Linked DNA regions of Gasterosteus aculeatus: region 2 is linked to region 1. The links are chromatin contacts, called in public Hi-C maps. All regions are on one chromosome and are shown on one strand. Each heading gives the region's core, a stretch centred on a gene start, on an enhancer-like site or on the middle of the called end of the contact. The rest is flanking DNA. Distances are from core to core; before and after follow the strand shown.

The links. Hi-C and Micro-C count contacts between places; a contact is called where the count stands out from the background.
Region 2: a contact with region 1 is called in a Hi-C map of whole body, with 2.3 times the contacts expected there. The contact joins the promoter of LOC120810576 here to the enhancer-like site in region 1. A contact is called at or near these places in 2 of 6 Hi-C or Micro-C datasets (tail fin and whole body).

Annotation. Positions count from the first base shown.
Region 1 is chr20:4,804,120-4,810,687 of fGasAcu3.hap1.1, reverse strand. No RefSeq gene overlaps it. Among protein-coding and RNA genes, the nearest start is that of satb1b, 77 kb to the left of the region's middle. Within about 2 kb of position 4,182, at least 5 of the 9 cell types and tissues checked have open chromatin away from gene starts, as enhancers often do.
Region 2 is chr20:4,908,268-4,914,835 of fGasAcu3.hap1.1, reverse strand. LOC120810576 (m-AAA protease-interacting protein 1, mitochondrial) reads right to left here and starts at 4,298. Exons shown (of 5, transcript XM_040165235.2): 1 at 3,747-4,298; 2 at 3,531-3,602; 3 at 3,301-3,427; 4 at 3,067-3,211; 5 at 2,089-2,460. The coding sequence starts at 4,115. The coding sequence ends at 2,376. It overlaps LOC120810578 (a long non-coding RNA gene), which reads left to right. Exons shown (of 4, transcript XR_013453619.1): 4 at 1-141.

The DNA of each region.
Region 1 (6,568 bases), core at 2,933-5,432:
CCTTCAAATTATATTAATGAAATACAACTGCGTATTACAGTAGTTGTCGGCGTTAATGAATTAATGTTAATGCAATAATGATGCGTTTAATTGCCGCGTACTAGTAAAAAGTTATCAAAAGTGAGACTTTACGTATCAGTAGTCGATGAATAATTTGCAAAAAGTTCCTTCGGAGTTTTTTCAGAGTGACTGTTGTTTTTTCGGCAGGTGAGATTTTGTGGATCCAAATCAATTTACGTTGTTGTTTTTGCAATGGCAGTTAAATACACTTTGGGAAATGAGGTGAATGAAACCTATAAAATGAAGTTTGCTTCCAGCTGAATAGTTAATTCAGTGCATCCAGAAAAAAAAAAAAGAAGCTAGTTTCTCTCTTTTTTTTTTTTTCTCCTCCCCTGCCGTATGTGAGGGAGAAATAATGACAGTGTTTCGGCGTTGTTTGATCATCCTTAGCAAATTTGAATGCCAAATTTGTTTTGCAGGTGTTGCTCATGGAATAATTGAGCTGCATAATGTGGATAAGGTGTTGCTACCATACTACACTTAATACGCATTTTAAGCACCAAAACAGTTGCAGCCGGTACGAAAGCCTAAAATCATTACACGTTTAGCTTTTTGGATATACAGTAAAACAGTTCATTGTTCAATTTCCTAAGACAGAATAACATATAAAAAATATACATTTTCTTTCATATATAGGAAAAATATTCACCAAAAATTCAGAACAATTAGCATGAACCTATTATGATTTAACTTTCTCCATAACGCAAAAAAAAGGATCCCAATCACTTTTTTTAAGAATCAGAAGTGACAAGGGAGGGCGCAGCTAAGTCCAACCGAATGCTGAATAAGACTCTGAGCACTTTAAGGCGCCCAAAATATTACATTTGTCATTTGTCACAAACTGAAAGCGTTAAAGCAGTGAGACAAACTTCCGGATCCCCGTGGTGACAACTTTCTATCACCGAATAGTACTTAGTACTTAGCTCCGAATCCATTTTACTCTGATTGGAATCACGAAGTTCTAAATAACCATCATGCTGCATTGCAGAAGACGTGGAACTAGATGGAGACCATGAACTCATGTTCACCGTGGGAACAAATCAAGAGCGAATCGGTGGCTTTTTCTCACAGACTTCTACACGAGCCGAGGAGCCGCCCCTGGTGGCCATTCGGGAGAATGCAGGTGTGAGACAAGCCACCTATCTTTTCGCAGGCGGTTTGTACACACCAGAAGTAATCTGCTCCAGTGTCTCGGGTGCATTGTGCTCCTCCTCTTGTCTTCCCAGGCAGAAGCTTCACAAACACCCTGAGCCATGTGTAAACACACACACACACACACACACACACACACACACACACACACACACACACACACACACACACACACATGCACACGCTCACTCAAGACAATGGCTATTACCAGGCACACCTGGGTTCCTGCCTGCACCATCCTCCTAATATCTTTTAAATCTTCACATAAGGTATGCCTTTCATAGGGCTTACGATACCATTTGCTCTAATAAATTCTTTTGGCAGCGCTGAGTGCAAGCTGCTGCTCCAAGGCCCCAGGAGGGCAGCGGGAAGGGAGAGGCATCCCAAAATATGAGGATAAATAGTGGGGAATCCTCCAGGACCCCGGCCCTGGTAATCAACATTCTTCCAACTGGAAACATTTTCCAATTCTTCATCTTCATTTAGCTTCCTCACCCGGTAATTCTTAGCAGCGGGCAACAATAATTTGCACCGACGGCTGAATCGAAAAAACAGTAAGGGTCCAAATTCCTTTTTTGCATTTTTTTAAACATTTTTTAAATGGAGGAACGAAGGGAGTGCAGGAGAAACACGAGACAAGAGGAGGGGGAGTGATTTGGGATAAGCGAATGAAATTAATGACGGCGAGTGTTTGTCTAGCGAGGACAGGAAGGAGCGCGGTGTCGGGTGCCGTGTTAAACACTCCTCACGCGGCAAAGCAGCTAATCCGAGCTCCCTCCATCTCAAGCCTCTGTGTGATTACAGCGAACAGTCTCCTCATCGTGAGCGCCGCGGAGCAGAGCGGCGGCCCTAGTTACCTCTCCAACAAGAGGCTCATTAAGAGCCAGAGAGAGCCGGGAAAAAAGAGAGGAAGGAGGAGGAGGAGGAGGAGGTGGAGGTGGAGGAGGAGGAGGGGGGATTTTTAAGTGTCGACTAATAGAGGAGCTCCAAGGTATTTATTTCTTATTGTTTGCCTGCAAAGTCATTATGCCACGCTGGAGGTTCTTCTCTCTGCTCCCTGGTAGAGAGCAGGAGAGTGCAGAACTGTGTGTGTGTGTGTGTGTTTTCTCTCCCTGCTTCGCCCTCCCTCGCTCCTCCTCGGCGTTGGGAGAGGAGGCGATGGCTCGAGGCGAGCCTGGATCTCCAAAGCACTGAGATTCATTTCCATTGTGGCTCTTCGCTGCTGCGGCATTTGAACTGTCACTGCGTTAAATTATAGATCGCCTCTCCCAATTCCCAGCCGGGTGTTTCTGGCACGAGGGGAGGAACATGCGGACAGGCAGCATCTGCTAGACCCCTCGACGAAGGCCAACCCCCCCCCCCATCCATCCCACCCTCCCCCCTTCACCCCCGCCCAGCATCCCCACTACTCTCTGCACCCTCTCGTCACACCTTCTCACCCACAGACAGAAACAAGGATTCGCTTCCATCAAACGGAAAGATAAATAAGAGAAATAATTGTTTTATTTTCATTGAAACTATTTCACCATGATCGGTTTCTCAGCAACTTGGAAATTCGGATAATTCCTCGTCTTGATTCCGGCTTCCCGTTTGAGCTTCGGCTCCCCTGCTGAGAACTGTTGTGAGGTTAAATGGTTTAATAGTAATTATAGTAAAGCAACGTTGGAATATTACACCGACTAAATACAGTTTTATCAGTTCTCAATTGCCTTAACAATAGTTTAATTGTAAGCTCTGCCGCCCACACAACGTTTGGGCAAAGACAAAACCCACTAATGGCTCAGCAAAGAAGAAGATGAATAAAATTAAAAGACACCTGCAAACCTCCTCTCTTCTTTTTGAATAGATTTCTTTGTCAATTTTGGAAGCAAGTACAGTCATTACAAAGAACACCTACTGTCCCCCCAAGCTGCAGTTTAAAGCATTTATCAGCACAATAGCCCATTCAATTACACTGATAACAAATGCAAAGTAGTGCATCTGTTGCTTCTAACTTTTGGAATATCTTATGTCTTAAAATAAATTCAAACTTGACATTATGGAGCTACTCTGAAACTTAATCTGAATTCATTTCCTTCAGCGTGAGCCTGTAAGAGGGTGCCTTCATTAATCAGTCTGTTAATAGTCGGTGTGCCGTTAATTGTTGAGAGGCACCCGGGACGGAAATAATCACTTTGACTTTTTAGAGCAACGAAGCCAAAGGTCAAAGGTGTTTGGGAGGATAAACACTTGGAGGAGTTTAGGAAAGACGTGACAACTCACACCAGCAAAGCATGATGGGAAAAGCTGCCCATTTAGGCCCATGTTCCTTTTTTTCTGGATTATGTGAATAAAATGTGTACTGTTGATTAGAAAAATATGCACAATTTTGTTTTATTTTATTCCAATTTTCCAAGTTGGATCACAAGAAATGCAGAAATTCACCATGTTAAAATATATATTTTTTACCATTTAATATTTCCAAATTTCAAATAAATTCCATGAATTCAAGATTCTTTATTTGAACAGTACAGGTTTGTCATATGTTAGACCTCAGTGAGAGCTCTTCGAGTAATCCCTGTGACATGAAACAGGCGTCCGACAAACGCGCCCGAACGACACATTCCAGACACGTTAGAACGGATATGTGGGAAGACGGGTGACAGCATGAATAACTTACATGCATGGATTGACGTACAGTTGCTGTTACAGATGGTGCAATATTCATTGCTACTAAAATATGCATTATTAAATGCAAAGAGTTGTTTTACGTTGTCAATGCACGAATAAAGATGATATGCAACATTTATTAAAAAAATAAAAAAACACTCAGCAATCCGTTATTTACTTTACAATGAGGAAATGAATGCAACTATCTTTCCCGTACATGTTGGAATATGTTTCACCGCTGGACCTGGATGTGGTTCGCACACACTTTCTGACACAGGTGTGTGTGTAGTCGCTGTGCCTCTGCTGCCAGAGAACCTCCTCCGGTTTGTTACACGACACCTCCTGGTAGAGACCGAGGCTGCAGCTCAGAGGCATCGCACTGCCTGCTCTGTGTGTGTGTGTGTGTGTGTGTGTGTGTGTGTGTGTGTGCATATGTCTGTCTGTGTCCTTTAAGAAGGAGAGAGCAAAGCGGTGTTTGAAGTAGCGCGTGTGTGTGCGATTGTGCGCGCATAAATACATACGTACATACCCCCACTTAGGAAAGCCAACCACCCTCAGTGTCTCCAATGGCTTAGGGCCCTTTTTCCTCTCCCATGGGGGCCCTTGATTGAAGCCAGAATTCCTCCACGTGTGTGTGTGTGAGTGTGTGAGTGTGTGAGTGAGTGTCGGCCTCGCTGGGATTGCATGAGACAAAAGAGACGCACTTGCCAGCATCTGTGGTGAAGACAGCAGCATCCCCACCCCACCTAAAGCGCCCCATTGGTTCCTCCTTCCCCTTCCCAGCCTCCCTCGGTCCAGTTAGGGAACTGGAGCGGCGATGGCACCCGCTCCGGGGGAAGAAAAGGCCCCTCGGGAGGCTGGAAAGTGAATAAAGGAACGCGCAGAAAGAGAGAATAAGCGTTTTTCATGCTTTTTTTTGTGTGCGTGTGTGTTTAATGCCATTTCCAAAAATAATGTGGGCTTGACAAAACAGAAGGTAAAGATTTATAAGAAAAAACACACACACACACAGTGCATAAACAAAATGCCAGTTTGGGGAGGGTGGTTGTGAATACCTGATTCTTCCCCCTCTTTTTTTTTTCTCCTCATCTCCCTTTAAAAATCTGCAAATCCATTTGCTAAACAGCTGCACCTCTGTAGTGCACAGATAACAACCTGGGCCAGCCTGGCTTTGCAGCAGCGAGTGGAGGCAGATAGGCCCAAATCTCTGGCCCTTTTTTCAAAAAATGCTAATGACGAAGGAACCACTTCTCTGGCCAAAAAAAAAAAGAAATAGAAAAAAAAAAGGAAAAGAAGAGAGAAGGCGAGAGGGAGAGAGGGAGAGAGAAGGCTCTTGTAGATCTGTCAATTGCTATTTTGACAGATATTTGCTTGTAAGTACACACAGCACTTGTTCGCCGTGTCTTATCTGGTGCTGTGCAGAACACTGACCTACATTACATCAAGCACAATATGATGCACAAACACGCTCTGTTCAATAGCCCGCTTCCCTTTTTTTCCCCCTGTTGTTGTTGTTTGTTTTATTTTTCCTCACTCCCCCTCTTCTCTCTTTTTCACCTTAAAAACAGATGGATTCAAATGAAATGGCTGCAAATCCTATGAACAGACGGTATTCTTCCTCAAATAAAACCTCGTGGCTTAAAGGGAGAATCTTCCGACCATCTCCGGATGTTTGATTGCTCCTCAAAGGCCCGAGCAACTGCACTCAGTGGAGGAGAGTAAATATTGGAAATATTGCCACAGCTGCTCGTTCACTCCGTCTCCCCCTCTGCCTCCCGACGCATCCTCTCCGACGCACACGACGCACAAAAACAATGGCACAGAACGCCTCGATGGATGATCCACACCGCAGGTCTCTGTTTCTTGCTCGAGGACTTCCCGGAGAGGTCAGAGGTCGGCTGGGGAGCAGCGGCCCTGCAGCAGGAAGGACTTTAGTGTCTCACGCTGGAGTTAAAATGGATGATTTCCAACGTGGAGTTTTAAATTGAGGTGCATTAGTTGACAGATTGGAAATCTAATCACCAGGGGCTGCATTACAGAAACTTCCAACTATAAATCCTCTTTTTATTTGTTTGGTAACCATGGAACTGTGAGTTTATTACCTGATTTAGAACTTTATAATTAGTGTTGGGCAAGAATGCAGATTTTTGACAAAAGCAGAACAACACAAGGTCTAAAGGAGCTGCTGTGGCAGCTTTCACACGCATCTCCTGGCCTCCTTCTGTGGACGGCGTGGCTCCGTTGTCATGGAGCAACATGTAGGCTTACACATAAAGGCTGGTATTAAATCTTGCATGAAGTAAATTTAGGGTTTCATCAATTGATGATGTGGGATATAAACAAATTGTATAATGCATTTAAAAACGGCCTGCAAGGCGTCGTATGGACATTTCTGTTTCATTTGATGAACCCTTCAGATGCAACATTGCATTGCAGAAGTGTTTCACAGTTTTCCCATTTCTTTTTTTCGGAGCTTTTTTGGTAATGTTAAAAGAACAACGGCTCATCAACGAAAGCATTTAAAGTTCCAATGACTCACAACTCAAATGTGAGTGTTTCACATCCTTTGATTGGTCTCCGGTTGATTGCCCTAATTTGTGACATCGTCTAGTTTGTAGCGACGGGTTTTCCCTCTTTGTACTTTGTGAACTACCAGCGTGGACACAAGATCAACTCTAGAGTTCCTGAATTAGTGGAGCGTGTCGAC
Region 2 (6,568 bases), core at 3,049-5,548, 100 kb before region 1:
CAGAACAATAAAAAAAAAAACAGTTTTTGTCATTCCATCGTTGTTCATATAAACTCAACTGCTTCCATCTGAATGAACAAATTCAGCTCTGCCTTCCTCCAGGAGCTGCATTCTTGCATTAAAACGACAACTCCCAAGAAACAAGTTGAGTTCAAATCTTCTTTAGGTCAGCGGTGACTTCATACGGGGAATATAGAGTCTGCACGTACGCATTTGTGCTTTCACTGCTGCTAATAGACGTGTACTCTATCACGATCATGGTTATGAATCTGTTGAAGGGAAACATGTGCGACTTGTTTGATGAATCACATGCAGTGTGCAAAGCAGCCGGGAACGCATTACGGAGCACATTTAACACCCAATAAATAAACCATTACCTGTCAGGTGCACCGGCGGCTTTTCATCTTAGACAACCAGGTGCACATTTTTTCACATCATTATGCAGGAAAATGAAAGAATTGCCTTTTCCTGGAACAAAGCACGACGTGTTTCTGGTTGTCGTTAATATGTTCTCTGATGGATTCAAGTGAGCTTTTGAAATCACACATTCTGTTTCCCAACTTACTTTTAAAAAGTCTTTGTTCCTGAATATTAGAACCAGTTTTCCATCAAAACTAATTTAGAAAATGCAAACCGTCACAGGAGAATCTCCTGCACATGAGACTGAATAGCAAACAGAAAATGAATGATTATATAAAAGGTGAGATACAAATTAAAATGGAAACTAGTTCTTGTTTTCTTTGATCTCTGTGCAAAAACACAACAGACAATAAGTATTCAATTAGTCACAACACAAAATATTAATAACGCCACAACTTCAGGAGGTAAACGTGCAACACAAAGTGTTCCAATTACACGTCTGCTAGAGCATCAACGTCCATCAAAATGAAAAATAGAATTTCACGCTCGGCAACAGCTCACTTGTCTTGTCGACATCTCGCGTCGTCTTCAGTCGGCTCACCGAAGCTGTTGTGAGCCGGTGTCGCGTCTTTAGTTGATTGCTTTGGACAACAACAGTAACAGCTGACGCCCTCAGTAAACACCGAGAGCTACGCTCCTCCCGCCTTCATCGTTTCCTCGGTCAGAGTTTGACGTGCAGGCGCATTCATCTCGCCATTCTATTAATCAACCTGGAAACGGGAAGACTGACTGGGATGGAGAAATTAATCCGCGGCGTCTTGGAGCAGAGACAAACGCAGACTTCCAAAGAGGGACGGGGAATTGTTTGCAATCTGTTTCGCTAACCAGATTAATGAAACGGTTCGGCACGCCGCCTCCCCCGCAGCACGCGCCTGCTGATTACAAAACAGAGAAATAACTAATAAAAAAAATACCATTAGCTTTTTGTACATTCACCATGTGTTTTTGTTCTGCTGTTAATTTCCATTAAACTGAGTGACGCACAGGCGTGGTGAATTTTTCTTTAATGTGCTCTCGCTGAACCCACGAGCATATTGACACGTGCTAAGCTAACCGCACTCATTTAATCCCATTAAGACTCCTCGAGATGCGCCTCCCGAAAAAAAAAAAGGAAATGTAAAAAAATTTAAAAACCCACGCAAACTTCCACCAACCACAAATCGCAAGGCAGGAAAATTAGAATAATCCTCGGCGTATTTCACTACGCATGAATTAGCGGCCGCTAATGACGAGAGTCCTCTGTTTGTCAGATATGTTGTCAACATTAATGATGGCGCGGCGCGCTTTAGCAGAATGGGATGACACGCGGCATTCAGCGGCCTGTCACGCCGGAGCTTTCTGACGAGCGGCGCCTTCCTGGCAGCGACCGCGGGGCTCAGGCGCCCCGGCTTTCTGGGGGAATCTGTCGCTCTCGCTCGCAGCGCAGGGGGGGGGGAAGCTGCTCCCGCCTGGGTCGATCCCCCCCCGAGTACTTTGTTTTGATCGGTAAAAAGCGGGTAAGAGAAGTTTTCGGCGCCTGCCGCTTACTGTGGAGAACGGATTATCTACAAGTACCTTTACAAATTCGGGCACTTCTTGAAATATTTAATGTGTCGCATGCCGAGAATACGGTTATGGAAGACAAGGGCTTCAATTCTCACCTCCTTAAATAAAGGCTCCTGGGAAATATTTGATCAAGTCGTTTATTGGTACAACTCTTCTGATTGAGCTGTGATTTGACAAAAAAAATAAAATGAAGGTTCACTTATGATCTTTTCGGGCGTTTTCCGTGGCCTTCCCCCGTGGATAGTTGTCACGGCGATAGCTCTGCTGACAACAGCCGGGTGCCATTGGTCCCCATAAGTCCCGATGTCCTCGGGGTGTCGTGTCTCTGGCTCCTGTTTCGCGTCGTCCCGAAGTACGCTCCTCCAAACGGGGCCGATTCAGCCGAACTCTCCGTCCCGCCCGCGGCGTCGTCACTCCGCCGCTTCCCAGTGCCAGTGCCAGACAGTGGTGACGGTCCAGTCGGGAGACGCCCCTCTCGTCAGCTCTCGGTGGAATCTGGGGAGGGAAAGGTGGACGTGTTTAACGGGAGCTACGATGTGAACTCTTCTCGACCAGGTGCACGCTCGCCCTTCTGCTCCTGAGTGAACGCAGGAAAAATGAATCCCCGAAAACTAAAAAAATAAAAACAAAGCAACAACAACAACGAAGAGCCGGCCTGGAAAACACTCAACTCTGTCCTGCTTCTTGTCTCCCCTTGTCTGAAAATAGCCTCCTCATCCTGCCAAACTGCGTCTCCAGCCTCACGGGATGACATTTGAAGTGTCAAACGGGCTTTTCTCAGAGGGGATTTCCAGACATGAAACAATAGGGAGGAGAATGTGGCTATCAAGATAGGTGGGCATTAGGTAGAACAGCCGCCCATGTGCTGCAGCAACTAACCGGATTACCGGCGGGACGCGGAAAGAGGCTTTGACTGTTACACGCACCGGGAGTTGAATTATGACCCGTTCCGTTCCGGCGGTGAATCGTATCGGTGCTTCTCTAGACCAACATCGCAACGACGGGAGTGACAGAATTTAACATTTATAAACTTTTTATAAAAGGTCTGTATTCTGATCATACAAATGAATATGTATTAATATTTCTTCTCACTGTGCTTACTCATAGACCGCCGTCACTATTCTCCTCTGCGGGCCGCCGTCTCCACTGGGGGCCACTTGGAAGATCTTGGTGCCCTCGGGGTCGTCGGGCCCTTCGTACGTTGACAGGAGCCAGAACCTCATGGCCACGTCGCAGAACTGTCTACCTGCGAGGCGGGAAGAAGACGCAAAGGCCCGCGAGGTCAGATCGGCGGCTCGAGCGCGCTCGCGCTCTGGGTGTTGGACGTAAACTCACCGTGTTTGTCGAAGACGACGGACACGTCTTCCGGCAGCGCGAATACGATGTCGTCCATGGTGACGGCGAGCTGCCGTCGCCGAGCCTCGCTGAGAGACCCGCACCTCGTCTGGACGTAGTCGATCGTCTGAAACGACCGAAAAAGCTGCCGGTAATTGATTCGCACCAACTTGTTGATTTATTAAATTATAAGCCTTAAAGATGTTTGATTCTTGTGCGTCATTGATCACCTCGCTGGACACAATCCCCACTAGATTGTGGTATTTGCCGCTGGACAGAAGGCCGGAGACGTGGACCAAAGCCTGGACCGGACGAGGAAGAAGGGGGTTTATTCACCTGCAGTGAGGGTGGTGTTATAACGCGTTGGTGATGCAACGCATCCTCCCTTGTGGAGGAAAGTTACCCGGATGTTTAAAGACATGCGTAGACTTCCGGTCTTGGTTTACCTGCTTCACTCCTTTTTCAAACTCCTCTATGTCAAACCCGAAGTGCAGGTCGACCAGATACATGAGAACTCTGCACCGGACCCACGTGATGGGGTCCGGGATACCGACCACGGAGACGGCGGGCCCCCCCGCGGGGATCCCCGGCGGCCCCTCCTCCGAGCTGAACGGCCTGTGCTTCTGACAGGGGAACGCGAACCTCCGCTTGCACAACCTCCGGCCCGGCAGCCCGGTGAAAGGACGCGCGGGACGGGCGCACATCCCCGGACCCTGTCGGTGCGCGGCCGGCTGCTCCCCGCGGGCCGGGCCCCTCTTCCAGGCGCGGAGCGCGACGGGGGAGCGCGTCACGGCGAGGCTGATGATCCGCTGCATCACAGCGGGGGAGAGGGAGGGGGAGGCGGGGGGGGGGGGGGGTACCGGCGTTGTTTGGGTCACGAACCCGGAGCCTCCATCCGCTTCACTGTTGCCTTTGGTAACTTTACGCAACTCACCCCCATGCTGTACCCACAATCCTTCTCGCGGCTCAGACGTAAACACACACGAGCGCTGCCTTCGGGTGCTGCAGGAAAAACCCCATTCGCTTCTCAGGGTAACGGTGACGGCAGCGGGGTTTTTAGGACATTGGTTTTGAATATTGAGTCAATCTTTTTGAAATATTTCTCTTAGGTTTATATGATTATATATGGCGGAATGGACATGTGACATATCCAAATAAATACAAACAGCAGCAAACCATGTGAAGTGAAATATATATACACACGAGAACTACATTGTTAAAGCGTATTTGTGCTCACCGTCTGACAACAGTTGAATACTCTCTTCTTCCATCCTGCTGCTGCAAAAATTTAACCAGAATTTGTCAATATTGTGCTCATATTTTCTCTTTATAGTGGAGTAAGTTGAAATGTACAGACAGCACCCAAAGGCAGCAACGCTGCATTACATACTTTTACCAGTAGAGGGAGACAAATATCCACGTATCCGCCTCACGTCGTGTCTGTACGCGTGTGTGTTACAAAGTAAAGAGGAGACTGGAAAACAAACTTTTGTGAGTCCGTGCGTGCATGTATCACCATTATCACCACAAAAAGCCAATAATGTCCGCACGCACACGCACGCGTACACACACACACACACACACAGACACACTCCCACACACGGAACAAGTTGTTCCTTCGGGCCTTTCCTCCCTGCCTCGGTTATTCTGCGCAGGTGCCCCGCAATGATTGTGCAAACATGTGAAATTTGATCATCAGACCAAAACATCATTAAGTCCCCGCTGTTCTTGGTGATTACAGGTCAGCTTACCCCCCGATACCCCCCTTCCTTTCCTCTCCGCACGCACGCCCTGCAGACACCTGCACGCGGCTCCGCCCACCTGAAGTTCTCCCTAACTAGTCGTATTTATCAATCATTAGCAGCGCGGCACATTGTTATATGAAATGATATCCCGATGCTTTTTACACCAGAGAATGAAACCACTTCCACAATAAACTGAATAAAGATCAATTCTTGGGGGAATCTGCAGATAAATCCAGTAGTGAAGAAGTGTTTGAGTCCAGACTGCTATAAACAGCAATAGAAGTTCATAAGAGAGTGAGGATGAAGAGGGGAATTACTGAAGCATTGAAGGGAAAGGGCAGACAATAAATACATTATGAGAAAGAAAGAGATGGAGTAAGAATAAAGACTTATTCAGTAAATACACGACACACGAGCCTCTTTCCTCCCCTTGTAATTGTCTCCTAAAATGAAATCATCAACTGTCATAATAGAGACAAATATGTTTTTAATTTAAATTTAAATATATATAATAGTAAAAAATATATATATATATATAATTCATCAATTATATATATATGTATATCAATTTTATTTTTGTGGCTGTATTTACGATAAACTCAATGAAATTGTAAACTATATATATTCCATGACCATTAAAAATTCATGGAAGTCGCAACTCAATAATTAGAGTAGAATAAAGGACATTTCTGCTGGACGTGAGGTGGTGTCTCTCCGGCCTTCACCTCACGGTCGCTGTGGATCCCCCAGTTGAGAGCGTCTCGTGTCCCTCAGCCGTGGAGACGCCGCTCCTTTGCTGCGCCACTGAAAGGCAGTGTTGTCCACGGCTGAGCTCCCCGGGATGAAGATGTCTGCCGAGTACCCCCCCCCCCCCCCCCGCCCCCTCCAGGGTGTTTGAAGGTGGAGCGTGGGTTCAGCCCGAGGCCTGGTCTATCAATAGTCCTGACACAACTTCATCAGTAACACATGCTGCGTTAAAGGATTTACTGTTTTAAAACACCTGAGAACAACATTTGGAGGTATGGGAATGAACAATATGGAGCATGACGTTGCAACTCTGGCGTTTAAGTGGCGATATTTGTCGAAACCACGGGGGCCTCGGCCCTTCAAAAGGGGCCGCAAACTAAATGGGTGGGTCTCGAGACAGAAGATGAGAAAGTGGAAACACATTTCAAACTAAAATGATCTAAAACAAATTCTTCTTTATATTATTTACTGTGTCCCCCTTCTGAGGCAGTAAAAAAAAAAAAAAAAGCCAATAAACGCACCGCTCACTATAAAGTAGGGAGTGATGTTGGAGACGTTTTTTTTCTCCTTCTTCTTCACATTTTCCTCCTAATCTTTGTCTTTTTTTTCATGCAAATTATTCTGAAGGTTTTCTCAGAAAATGTTCTCCGAAAAAAGCAACAACAGAGTTGTGCAACAAGGTGGGGCCACCTGTGTGTCGCGGAGGGCCGCGAGGAGCCCGTCTGTTCTTTGTTTCAAGCGTCAGAAGAAGCCACAAACGGTTCGGAAGCTTCGAG